2 separate regions of the Mus musculus genome follow, and region 1 is linked to region 2. A link is a contact called in public HiCAR-type data. All regions are on one chromosome and are shown on one strand. Each heading gives the region's core, a stretch centred on a gene start, on an enhancer-like site or on the middle of the called end of the contact. The rest is flanking DNA. Distances are from core to core; before and after follow the strand shown.

Region 1 (5,836 bases), core at 1,586-4,085, 240 kb after region 2:
ATCCAGACAGACTTCGGAGGCAGTCAGTGGGTCCAGGGCAGCACCCAGCTTACTGGGGGGGGGGGGGGTGCTTACAGTCTAATTTCCTTTTCTTCCTCTGAACAAAAACAAGAGGTGCAACTTTATGTCCACAATGATATGCTGTTCTCCCAATGCAAGCTCACCAAAACTCCTCCAGGCTAGATGTACTTAAGTAAGCAATTATGATTAGTGTCTGAATATATTTTTGGAAAACAAAGTCAACAAAACCTTGTGAAATGTCTAGCCTAATGAGACTTGCAAAATAAACTGATGAAAATATTAATGAGAGACACACTTAGGCGGAGTCACTCTTCCCTAGTGGAACTCCCTCCATCCTCTCATTCTGGTTTGTAGTTTGTGTTTGAAAGACCCAGAAGAACCACTGGATGCTGACTAAGGCCTTTCCTACACCCTAGAATAAGCCCTAGTGGTGAAGAAGGCCCCACAAGAGCAAGGCCACTCATCTCCTCAACCTATAGTAACGCCAGGGCCACAGACACGTGCTGGAGGAGAAAGATAGAAGCAAACTCCCAAAGCTCCCACGGCATGCGTGGCGGGACCTGGGAACAAAGGTGTTTTGGAAGCCAGTAGGGTACAACTACTTCTGATTAAAGAGAATGAGCTAGAAGCCAGATGTCCCCTGAAGCCCAGCATATGTCTGCTCACTTGTTCATGCCCTTATATGATGTTTATATGATGTGCACACTTTATCAAGCCTTTTCCTTCCTCTAGGGTGAGGACAGTCACAAATGGTGACAGGTAAGTTTGTCCTCTGCAGTTGATGTACTCATAGGAGAAAGATGCAACAATTAAATGGCAGGAACTAAGAAAAAATATGAGGTAATACTGCTCAAGGAACAGAGCTTAGTATTTACAACACTTTGTAATAAATAGTCTCTGTTTAAAAAACAGAGACTAAGGAAACAGAAGGAGCTAAGAAGATTCTAGGTGGAGGGATGGGGCAGACAAGAGTTCTAGGCAGAGAATGTAGTTCTCAAGGCTGCCATGTTTGTGGACTATTAGAAAGATTCTGGATTTTTCTATACTATGGAGGGTTTTGAGCTAGATGTTTTGATTTCTGCCTGAAGGAAAAGTTTCTGCTTTCTCGAAAGATCTTCAAGGATAACAGAAGTAGTGAAACTAGGAGGAGGCTGACACATGACAAGACTGGGCTGGGGCCATGCCGTATGAGTGGGAAGAAACTACACCTCAGTTACATTTTAAGGATAAGCTTTTTGCATACACTTCATTCCGTAACAATTAGCAATAATCTGTCTGGGGAATTATTTTCCTCACTTTACAAATAAGGAAATGGGTAGAGGTAAATTACTTGTTCAAAACCAAAGAACTAGTTACCAGTCTAAAACTGAAACCCAATTTCTAAGGCCAGTTCTCATACATGCCTGAAAAATGTGGCTACTATAACAAAGACACTTTGAAATGTGCCCAGCATTTATTTGTAGGAGATGCCTGCCGAGGATGAAAGGCAGTGCCTTGCACTCTTTCCTACTAGAATTGTCACTGAGAATGAGCACTTGACCTCAAGAGGAAAGCGGGAGGGCTCAGTGGTAAGAATGAGTATGGATAGCATGCATGTGGAATGTGGGATTTCCCCAGGAATGCAAAAGTAACCCCCAAACCTGACCAAACACTCGGATCCAGTTCTATGATATTAGTGATGATACTGCAGAACATGAGTTGTAGACGCAGGCTTTACATTCCTTCGTGTCTGTTTTCAGATAAATGAAAATGTACTATTCTAGTGTGCCATTGCTGGTGACAATCTACTTGAATAGTTACTCCACCTGCCGGTTCAGCTCTCTCTGCCTTTCTGACCCCCCTCACCCCCCTCTGTCTCTCTCTCTGTCTCTCTGTCTCTGTCTCTCTCTCTCTCACCCCTAGGATGGCCCTGGAGCTCTAAGACCTAGATGACCTTCTATGACCTTTCTGACCCAAGCAGTGACTGCAGGGCATAGGATTCCAGAAAGGAGGGAGTGGCTAAGAGTACAGAAACTCACCTCCAATGTAGGTAAGTGAAGTCCTAATGGTGGACAATCCGCAGGAAAGAGGGTGGTAGGAAATACTTCTCTCATCCAAAGTCAAGCACAAACCATGTCTCTGACAAGTCTAGAGCACAACTCAGGTAATTTAAAGTCTCTCCTGATACACCTGTGTTTTTTTTTTAATGTATGTAAATGTCACCATATATGTTTATCCTGCTGGGCATAAATTCTATTTTCAAAATTAACAAGCACATAATAGTTGAAAGCTCTTTAAAGATGTACAAGATTTTATAAACATGCTACTTCAATTTAAAACAAATTTTACTTTTCCTCTGATAGCCATAGTAACCTCAGTGTCTTGGGAGTATACATTTATTTTTCCTGACTTCAATTAATTTAATTTTAAATGTGTTAAAAAGAATAAAACTCCACATATCCTATTTGTTTTCTCATAGCCAAGCTGAACACTCAGCAGGAGAATATAATGTGATGACAGTTTCCATCTTCTTTGGGGAGAGAGTTATGAGTCTTGGGTGTGAGAGGCTCAGCACAATGGAGAGTGGTAGCAGCTCCCCCATCGGCTCTCCGCCTTCTTTAAAGTCCACAGAGGATGGCAGTTTGGATGGAAACCCCAAAATCTATTCTGTCCATCTGTTTTATTATTCTTAGAACAACTGTCAAAAGTTGCCCAGGGATCAAGTTGCAAACGTACTAATTTGCCTTTGAAAAGTGGGCCCTGGGGGAATTCTGGAACTCTGCTTATAAATTCAGAATCCCCCCAGCCAGCCTGCCTGCCCTACCCTTTGTGGAGGTATGAGACTTTGCACTTCCAGGCATACATCTGCCTCAAGGCCTGGATGCCCTGATAGACTTACATCCCACTTCATAGGCAAATGAAGGGGAACCACAGGGACTTGGCATCTTAAGGGCTGGCTTGTTCCCTGACAAGCAGACTGAGTTTTTTAGGAGGCAGCCCCTTCATTGATCATGGGTGGATGAAAGACCAAAGCTTTGTACTGGAGGTTTAAAGGCGTGAACGTGGCAAAGGGATACCCGTTCTGTACTCTTTTATATCCTTGGACCAAACAGGAGATAGGAGCCTGAAATGAAACACTGAAGAAATAAGCTGAAGATAAAAAACTGTAAGCCACTGAATGTGGTCCCATTTGTTTTTGTGGCTATGGTGAAACAATAAGTAAAAGACTGTCTGGACACACAGACTATCAGATGTGGTCTTGTCAGGAATTACAAGGCATAACTAGAGAGTGGTCTATGCTAAAATATTGGGGCATTTAGGCAGCATGCTACTCTGCTCAAAACTAAAGCAGCTGCCCCTTCCTTAAGCTGGCTGTGTCTAAGGCATGAGCAAACACAATACACAGATGGTAGTGCATGTGGGCTCACTGGATGTAGGAAGATGAGGGAGCAAGGCCAGCACTGATCCTCCTACTGACCAGCCTTCTCCACTAGGTCCCAATGGTCTGTAGCAAAAAGCTTTCAATATATAGAACCACAGAACCATACCTGAAAAACAAGATGTTTCAGAGCTCTGAGTTTCTCAGTACTAGAGAAAACTAAAAAAAAAAGAGGCCCCTTCAAGGCTCACATGATGGCATTTGGATTGTATTTACTCAGATTATCAAAAAAAAAAAAGTATTCGGTTTTGATTAAAAAATTTCCTTGAGCATGTTGCAAATGGCTGTGGCAGGAGACCTGCTGGGAGCCCACTGCAGACGCACAGAAGGGATCACCAGTTGGACCTGCTGCTTTGTCCTCCTTTGGCTTTGCACAATCTCTTATTATAATAAGGCATGTATTATCCTTTTTAGAGATTTGAATAACAGAAAGTCTCACTTTCAAAATACTGCTTATAATCCCAGAGTCTACAATGTTTTCTGTTGATGCCGGACTTTTCAAAATGGGATAGATAATTAGTAAACTGAAATTTGATTAATGTTGGATTAAGATTCTGATGCTTCCCTGAGATGTGTTGTTTCAGTCCGTGGTCACTGGAAGAGACTATCGTTAGGAAAATGGTTCCCTCTGTCTTCCAGAGTAAAAAGATGAACTTCAAACCTTGTCTTTTAAATAAAGAAAATTCAGTCTGAATAAGTCAGATTTCTTTCTTCCTTTTTTTCCTCCTATTTTTAAACCTTTTCTTTGTCGCTCTGAAGTTGGAGCCCACGAACTACTCAAGAAAGCACGAAATAAAACAGAAATACAAGTCTTGTTCAGGGTGAGACCTTCCTGCTTATGGTGGGTCACTTGGCACACAGGGTTTTGACAGCCTCTGCTCTCTGCAGGCTCCAGCGCAGACTTTTGGGAAAGGAAAGAACTCTGGAAACAAAAGGTCTGTCTGTCTGGTATAGACCCCAGTCACTGAAGTAACCGGTTAAATAATATTCCATGAAAACACTTAATTATAGTACTTTGTGCTTTCAACCATCAGGGTGGGGCTTCCCTCTTGTAGGTTTGCTGGAGTTATCTAAAGCTAGATGACGACCATTTTCATGAGCAGTGGTCAGATTATTATTCCCTGTGTTAAAGTTCATGCTGTTCTACTGCTGAAAAGTGTGGAAGAATTAGAAATGATGGCTCTCTGTGAAGCAATGTCATTCCCCCTAACTGTAAATGCTGAGACTCTGTCATTTATGGAATGACCTTTTGCTCTTTGAATATTTAGACATCAATAAATGCCAAAAGCCTAGATATGCTCACAGCATATGAGGAAAGTAAGCAGGGTCAGCAAACACCCTCTAGCATGCCTTTGGTATGACAACCATTTCCACTATTCTAACAGCTTTTTAATAGCAAAATGTATTTAGGAACAACAGTGGAATTTATGTCATCATGACCAAATGATTACGGTGCAAACCCGAGATTCTTCTGGGGCCCAGCAGGTTTCTGGTCCCTATGGAAACGAAACCTCGGACATTGTCTTCCACTCAGCTGGAGGACAAGGCCGGGAGGCTTTTGTGCTCAGTGAGATTTCTTCCACAACCTTCCTGCAACAGACCCTAGCGCTTCCTCCCAACTCCTTTCTAATTGAGATGCAAATGCATCTCTCTGGCTGATTACACTTCCCTTAAAGCAACTGACGAATGCAGCTGGAGCCGGAGTGTGCAGACTCTCCAACAAGTGATTTCAGCTGTCAGTATTTGCATGCTTGGCCTAGACCAGCCTACTGCCTACTGGTCTCAGAACTTTCTTTGGGCATTGCAGGCATTTTTATTTATGTGCGTAAAATTTACACACATTAATAATTTAAAAAAAAAAACCCGCCCCAGCAACCTACACATAGGGCCCTAGGATCTGGAACAACAAAATGCAGTGCTTTCTGGCCATTTTCCTTTAAGCCTTAACTGGGGCTGTCAGTCCTTCCTTCCTGAAGGTCTAAGCTGTAGTGGTCACAGTAGGTCGGTCTCTCCTTGTAAGTTTTCAGACTTTAAGCATCTTTCAGCTCAATCTTTCTCCCTAAATACTCATGGCTCTATGAAAACTGATCTTTATGCTGCTTTCACATCACTCAAGAGTCTATTAATTTCAAAACATAAAGCCCCTCAATAACTTTTAGGGGAGATATCTGAAATCTATCAAACAATCATGTACAAGGGCTGAACCTAGGACTTTACATGTTAAGAAAGTGCTCTACCACTGTGTTGGCTTGTTCTATGTCAACTTGACAAAAACTAGAATTATCTGAAGGGAGGGAATCTCAATTGTGATGAATCCATAAGATTCAGCTGTAAGCCATTCTCTCAACTAGTGATTGATGAGGAGGGCCCAGCCCATTGTAGGTGGTTCCATCCTTT
Region 2 (5,946 bases), core at 1,504-4,003:
AGTCACTATTTAAGGTGGAAGCAGGAGGTCTCAAAGTTTCCTCCACTAATTTAAAATTCATCTAGGAACAGGACCCAAATCCCAATTTCCTGCTGAGTTTTCCTTTTCTTTCTTTCCTTTTTCTTTCTTTCTTTCTTTCTGTCTTTCTGTCTTTCTTTCTTTCTTTCTTTCTTTCTTTCTTTCTTTCTTTCTTTCTTTCTTTCTCTCTCTCTCTCTCTCTCTCTCTCTCTCTCTCTCTCTCTTTCTTTCTTTCTTTCTTTCTTTCTTTCTTTCTTTCTTTTTGGTTTTTCACGACAGGGTTTCTCTGTGTAGCCCTGGTTGTCCAGGAACTCATTTTGTAGACCAGACTGGCCTCAAACTCAGAAATCCTCTGCCTGCCTCTACCTCCCAAGTGCTGGAATTAAAGGCATGCGCCACCACTGCCCAGCATTCTGCTGGGTTTTCAAGAACAGCTTTCTCTGACTTTCCCTGGCAGTGGGTAGTGGGCGGGTGGGGTCTGCCTTTCAGAGCGTTTTTGATAGGTTATAGGGAAGAGAAGAGTGGAATCCATGAGTTGCAATCCAATAAAATTGTACAGGCTTTTAGAGTAACGGTGCTCACGAAAACATCAAACCCTTACAAGGCAGGATATACGTCTCCTAGTCAGTCAATTCTTAATTTGAACCCAGGACTGCCTGCCTGCCTGTCTGCCTGCCTGTCTGTCTGTCTGTCACCTATTTTTTCTTTCTCCCCTAGGTAATGCTTCACACTCACAGTAGGGCTTAGCTCATGTCCTCTCCCTAGGTGACAATTTTACATGTTGAGATTGTGTTGAAATTTTATTCTAGAGCCTCACCTTCTGTGTCCTGTGTCACCTTGTGTGTCCCTGGATGTCCCAGTCTGCAGCTGAGCTTTACCAGCTAAAGGAAGAACTTCCCCAGGGCAGCGCTGGCTTCCCCACCTTCTAAGTTCCACATCCAGCAAGCCAGTAAAGTTCCCACCAATGCTTCTCTTTGTTCCATTCAATCAAACACTATTATTCTTTGCTAAACCCTCCAAAGAAACAGTAACCGCCCTCCTTCTATCTGTAGTTTTTTCATTATTAACTCAAAGCAATGGATACTCATAAGACAAACATATAGAAGAAAATCACTCGCATGTTTGGGGACATATTTCTAAGGGAATAGGACTGGGGACAAATGCAGCTCAGTTACTCAAGAGATTTTGTTGCTTTGACTTTATACTCGGGTCCTTAATCCACAATTAAAGGCGTTTAATTGCAACCATAACTGATGAATCCATTAAGGTCTTTAAAGGGAATCATACCATTTAATCCCCAAAGAACCTTTCTTCTGCCATTTATGGTATTGAGAAAAGGTTTAAACAATTATTTTCTTTTCACAAAACATTTCAGCTACAATGTTTACTATTTAACAAAAGAGCATAAAGCAATTGTTCTTCAAGATGAAATTATTTTTAAAGCGCTATTTACATATACATAGTCATGTTCGACCTAAAAAGTAGAAATTTTGGGGGATCCTTATATTCTGTACTGAAACAAAAACTGTTAACACTTAGACTGAATGGCTCCCATTCAACCCTCAAAAGTGGCATTAATTTTTCAAGTGGTAACTGTTGCTCAAGATGCTATTGTGCCTGCGCGATAAATGTTTAATGATTTGGTAGTACATGCATGGCTTAATATCCATTATTTATTGCACCTTCCTTTGCTCGCCTGGCAAAGGTGACGATTTGAAAGCCCTGGCAGTCACGCAAACACATTTATATGAAACCAATGGCTGATAATAAATTTCCTTACTGTAAATGTCAGTGGGTTTCATGTGTTGCTGACATTACATCTTGTTTGGAAGCTGAAGGCTACACAGTTAGGGGACTCGCCAGATGGTGTCATTAACGGGAATGCTGGGACTGTTTACCACTGACATGCGTGTGAGAAATTAAAAGTACGTGACCTCTCTTTACACCAACCCAAGTGAGATGTTAACGGTGATCGGGTGTTAATTATGGTACACTACTGTCCCTGCCTCCTGCCAGCCACTCCAAAGGATTGTAGGAGATTGGGGGGGGGGGTTGTGTTTGAGCAAAAGCAGGAATTTTCCTGAGGATTCATGTTTGATTTTGTGTTTCTGATGTGAGCCTTCCCGGAAGTCACACCTGCTACCACATAAGCATTAACCCTTGAGAGCCCCAATCCAGCTCCCACCAGGACGGCTAGGCACAGGGAAGCCTTTGTGCTAATTAATTATGGAATATTGTTTTCACTGTTTGGTTTTGTTTTCAAAACTCGGGGTATATCAAACACTTAACTTTGGGGAGAGAGGAGTTTCTACTGGGAACAGGCAATTGGCGGGCCTTAGATAATGTCAGAATCGTCAGGAATTAATTCCAAGAGGAAACAGGTGGGAATTTTTAAAAGCAATTTCTTTCATGCTGGGGGCTCCCTGTTTCATAAGAATTAGCAGTGGACTGAGAGCCTTCTCTTCCCCCGTCAGATGTGAAATATCTGGCCCGCTGAATCAGCCTGGCACCTTCTGTTAAGAAGCCTCTTTCACTTTTGTTCACAAGAGCCACTCCCATTTATTGTATCCTGCCTTCCTTCCCGTTGAGGTTTCTGCTTAGCTGCCCGCCAGCCTCTTTTCATTTCAATTTAAAAAGAAGGTGGATTTGTTTTACTCCTCCCTCCAAGCCCTCCACTTGGACCAAGAAGCAGTTCCATTGATTCTGACCAAATTCCTTTGAACTGCATTTGTAGCCTTCGCACACTCCGTTGGAATGTTCAGAAAAGCCCATTCTTTCAAAACACCCATTGTACATTGCTTGTACAATAGCCCGAGTGAGCCTTTTGGTATGCAGAATTTTAAAGTCGTGTGAAAGAGAATCCAAACCATTGTTCGCACTGGGATGAAAGGAGGCACCCTAATTTCTTGAGACAGAATCAGAGATACAGTTGGATGTCAACAGAAGTACCGAGGCTGATTGAAAAAAAAAAAACGAGCCATGGGCACAGAGGCACACACTAGACCTTAAAAGCAGTCACGTGTGTTAGCCAGTTCACTGGACATGTGTGTGTTGGAACATACCCAGGAGCAAAACTAAAGAAATGGTGAAAGAAAGCAAGATTCAAAGCAAAACAAAACTATACCTAGAAAGAGCACTCACTTGCACAGAAAGTCTCAGAATAAGAGCGTTGTTTTCAAGGGCTGTCATTTTGTAGCAGATGCCCAGGGGCTGAACCCAGCAGTGCAGGGCCACTTGCCCAATGTGCACCAAACAGCTTATTCTCTGCAGGAATAGAGTTTTCATTTCACTCTGGCTTCAGAGATGTGCCAAATAACACTGGCTAATGGGAGGTGATGAGGCACATTCGGTTGGCCCTCAGCCCCCCCTTCCCGCTTCTTCCTTAACTCCTGTTCCTTTTCCTTGTGTTTCCCTCTATGCTTGCTTCCTATATTTCCAAGAGTGCCAGCTCCGCCTTTGGAGAGACCTAGTCTGTGAACTTACATTTAGAGACGGACTGACCTGCGTGTTCTGTTCAGCCTCGCTCTGGCTCCCCCTCACCCCCAGTTAGTTCTCTCCTTTGTCTGCCTGGAGATACTCTGTTGATTTTTGTAAAGCCAGCTCAGCTGTCACTTTCTCTGGGAATCCTTCCCTGACTTTTCCTGCTATCTTGGGCCAGCTGATTCCAGGGCTGTCCAGCTGAGTCCAGAACTGCCTGCGTCCCAGAGCACAGTCCTGCCTACTCTACCGACACACAGTCCCTGGGGCTAAATGAGTTCCTTTAATCCTGTGCCTTTTGAATGCATTCACTCACAGTAGTAGCTTCCCAACACACTGCCCCCTCACATACACTGCATCGCATTTGTTTGCCTGTGTCCTCACCTCTCAAGGCTCATTCATACCTCAGCACTTAGACCAGTGCTCACTCTATGCCGCTGTTGTAGTTAGCTGGTGAGCTAAGCTTTGAGCTAACAGATAAGATCTGTGAAGAGCTTCTCCACATGGCCACATAAGCAGCCCACATTCATATATACTTACCATTTCCACCAACAAGTTAGAGTGGCTTTGTGGCTAGCAATGCTGAAACCAGGCCCCAAATGGAGTTACTTATGTTAAAAGTCCAAATTATCAAACTAAGCCCTAGGCTGCTTGTTTAAAAGTCCCAACTTCTTAAGAAACCAGCTGAGCGATGATAGCTAACTCCCATTAAGATGAGAAAAATTTGCCTTTAACCATATAAGGGTAGTGACTTTGAAGAGAATAATTTCAGGCCCATTCCCAACCGCTTTGGAAACAAGAAAGGGCTGGAGAGTGATGTCAGCCACCAACAGCCAGTGGTTTAATCAGCCATGCCTACTTGGTGAAGCAGCCGTAGACACCCAAGGCCAAAGGGTTTTCGAGACGCTCCCTATGGAGATGCTGAGAGTGGAGCACATCTGGAGGGCACGAGGAAGCCTCGTGACCCGTGCCATGCTCCATGTGACTGGCCAGGTCTGAGCTCTACCCTTTTATGATCAACTCATGACCTGGTAAGTAAACTGTTTCTCTTGAGTTCTCTGCGCCACTGTGGAAGGGTCATGGGGATCTCCAACTTACGGGCAGTTAGTTGGTCAGCAGCATGGGCCACAAACTAGACTTGTTATTAGCAACGACAGAGCACCTGGGAGCAGGCCTGGGGTGCTGACTCCAAGAACTGAGCTGAACTGGAGGTCACTCAAGTGCTACTGGGAAGTTTCCTGATATGGTGGAAATGGCATGTGTTTGAAGTCAAGCGTTCTGTGTGAGGGAGAGGGCTTGCAGAGGCAGACTGGGTGGGGTTATCATTGTTGCATTTCCCCCCCCCCCTGATTTTAATGAGCTTTATATGCAGGGAAAACTTCTACTCCGAGATACCCATATGCAAGGGCCATCCCTTTGGAAGACCGAAGTTTAACGGGAAGAATGCTTACGATTGCGTCTGAAGTTGTCTCTAACTTCCGAGGCTGTATTCTCGTTTGATGTGCTAATATGAGTAGCTGTTCCATAGGCATATGGATCTGAGAATGAATACATAGCAACATGCTAAGACAGCAAGTTTTTGTTTTTGTTTTTGTTTTTAAAGAGATGCACCTAGAAGCAGGTGATGTGGCTCAGCAGGTAAAGTCTCTCGTGGATGGGCCTGAGAGCCGGAGTTCAGTCAATCCCCAGAGCCCTCGTGGTGGAACTGACTGTAAACTGTCCTCTGACCTCTACAAATGTGCTGTGACGGGTGTGCACTTACACACACACACACACACACACACACACACAGGTGGGAAGCAGTTAAAAATGGTTTCATTATAGTCTGAAATAAATGAAAATGAGATACATTTGAACTGTAGCAACCACAGGTTGTACTTTTAGAATGATGCAAATCGGACACTTGCTTCTGTAAGACATTTCCCTGCCATGGATTTACCTCACTGCTGCCTGTCGCCATGCGCTTACTCCAGAGAAGCCATTTCTCCAGTTTGTGGTTGACATCAGTGACATATGGACGTGTTGTGCAGGCTCAAAGGACATTGCTACACCTTTGACCCACTCCCCTGACCCTGTTGTGGCAGGAGGGTCAGTACCTAGAGCTGCATAGGATTATCTTGGTGTGGATACTAATGTGCTGTTAATGGTTTGGAGCAGTGCCTAGAAGCTAACAGTGATGCCCCCTTGCCAGCGTCTGTGTGTTGTACAAAGTCTGTCATCCTTTTAACTGCTATATGACTTACTTGCTCAGGATGCTATTTGGAAGTAACCCCCTAATCATATCAAGTCTGAGGCATCATCATTTGCAAGATACAACTGTATTTCATCTACCATTGAGGGAAAAAAACTGTGTCTAATTTAAACCATGACCCAATGTCTGAGTGAAAATCCAGAGTAGCACGTGTATCAGTCATGCAAGCCATTGCTTTGAAATCCCTCCCATCCTAGAAA

What was found. HiCAR-type assays count read pairs that join an accessible place to other places.
Region 1: a HiCAR-type map of embryonic stem cells shows a contact between it and region 2, with 2.3 times the contacts expected there. The contact joins two enhancer-like sites. A contact is called at or near these places in 3 of 484 Hi-C or Micro-C datasets (the C10 cell line and embryonic stem cells) and 3 of 115 datasets of contacts at active chromatin or transcription factors (embryonic stem cells and large pre-B cells).

Annotation. Positions count from the first base shown.
Region 1 is chr2:146,297,431-146,303,266 of GRCm38.p6, forward strand. The region is part of intron 38 of Ralgapa2 (Ral GTPase activating protein, alpha subunit 2 (catalytic)); the gene reads right to left. Among named protein-coding and RNA genes, the nearest start is that of A930019D19Rik, 41 kb to the left of the region's middle. Within about 2 kb of position 2,836, at least 14 of the 459 cell types and tissues checked have an H3K27ac peak or open chromatin away from gene starts, as enhancers often do. A contact at or near this core is called in embryonic stem cells, where this site is marked.
Region 2 is chr2:146,059,973-146,065,918 of GRCm38.p6, forward strand. All of the region lies in intron 17 of Cfap61 (cilia and flagella associated protein 61), which reads left to right. Among named protein-coding and RNA genes, the nearest start is that of Gm34629, 36 kb to the right of the region's middle. Within about 2 kb of position 2,754, at least 79 of the 459 cell types and tissues checked have an H3K27ac peak or open chromatin away from gene starts, as enhancers often do. A contact at or near this core is called in embryonic stem cells, where this site is marked.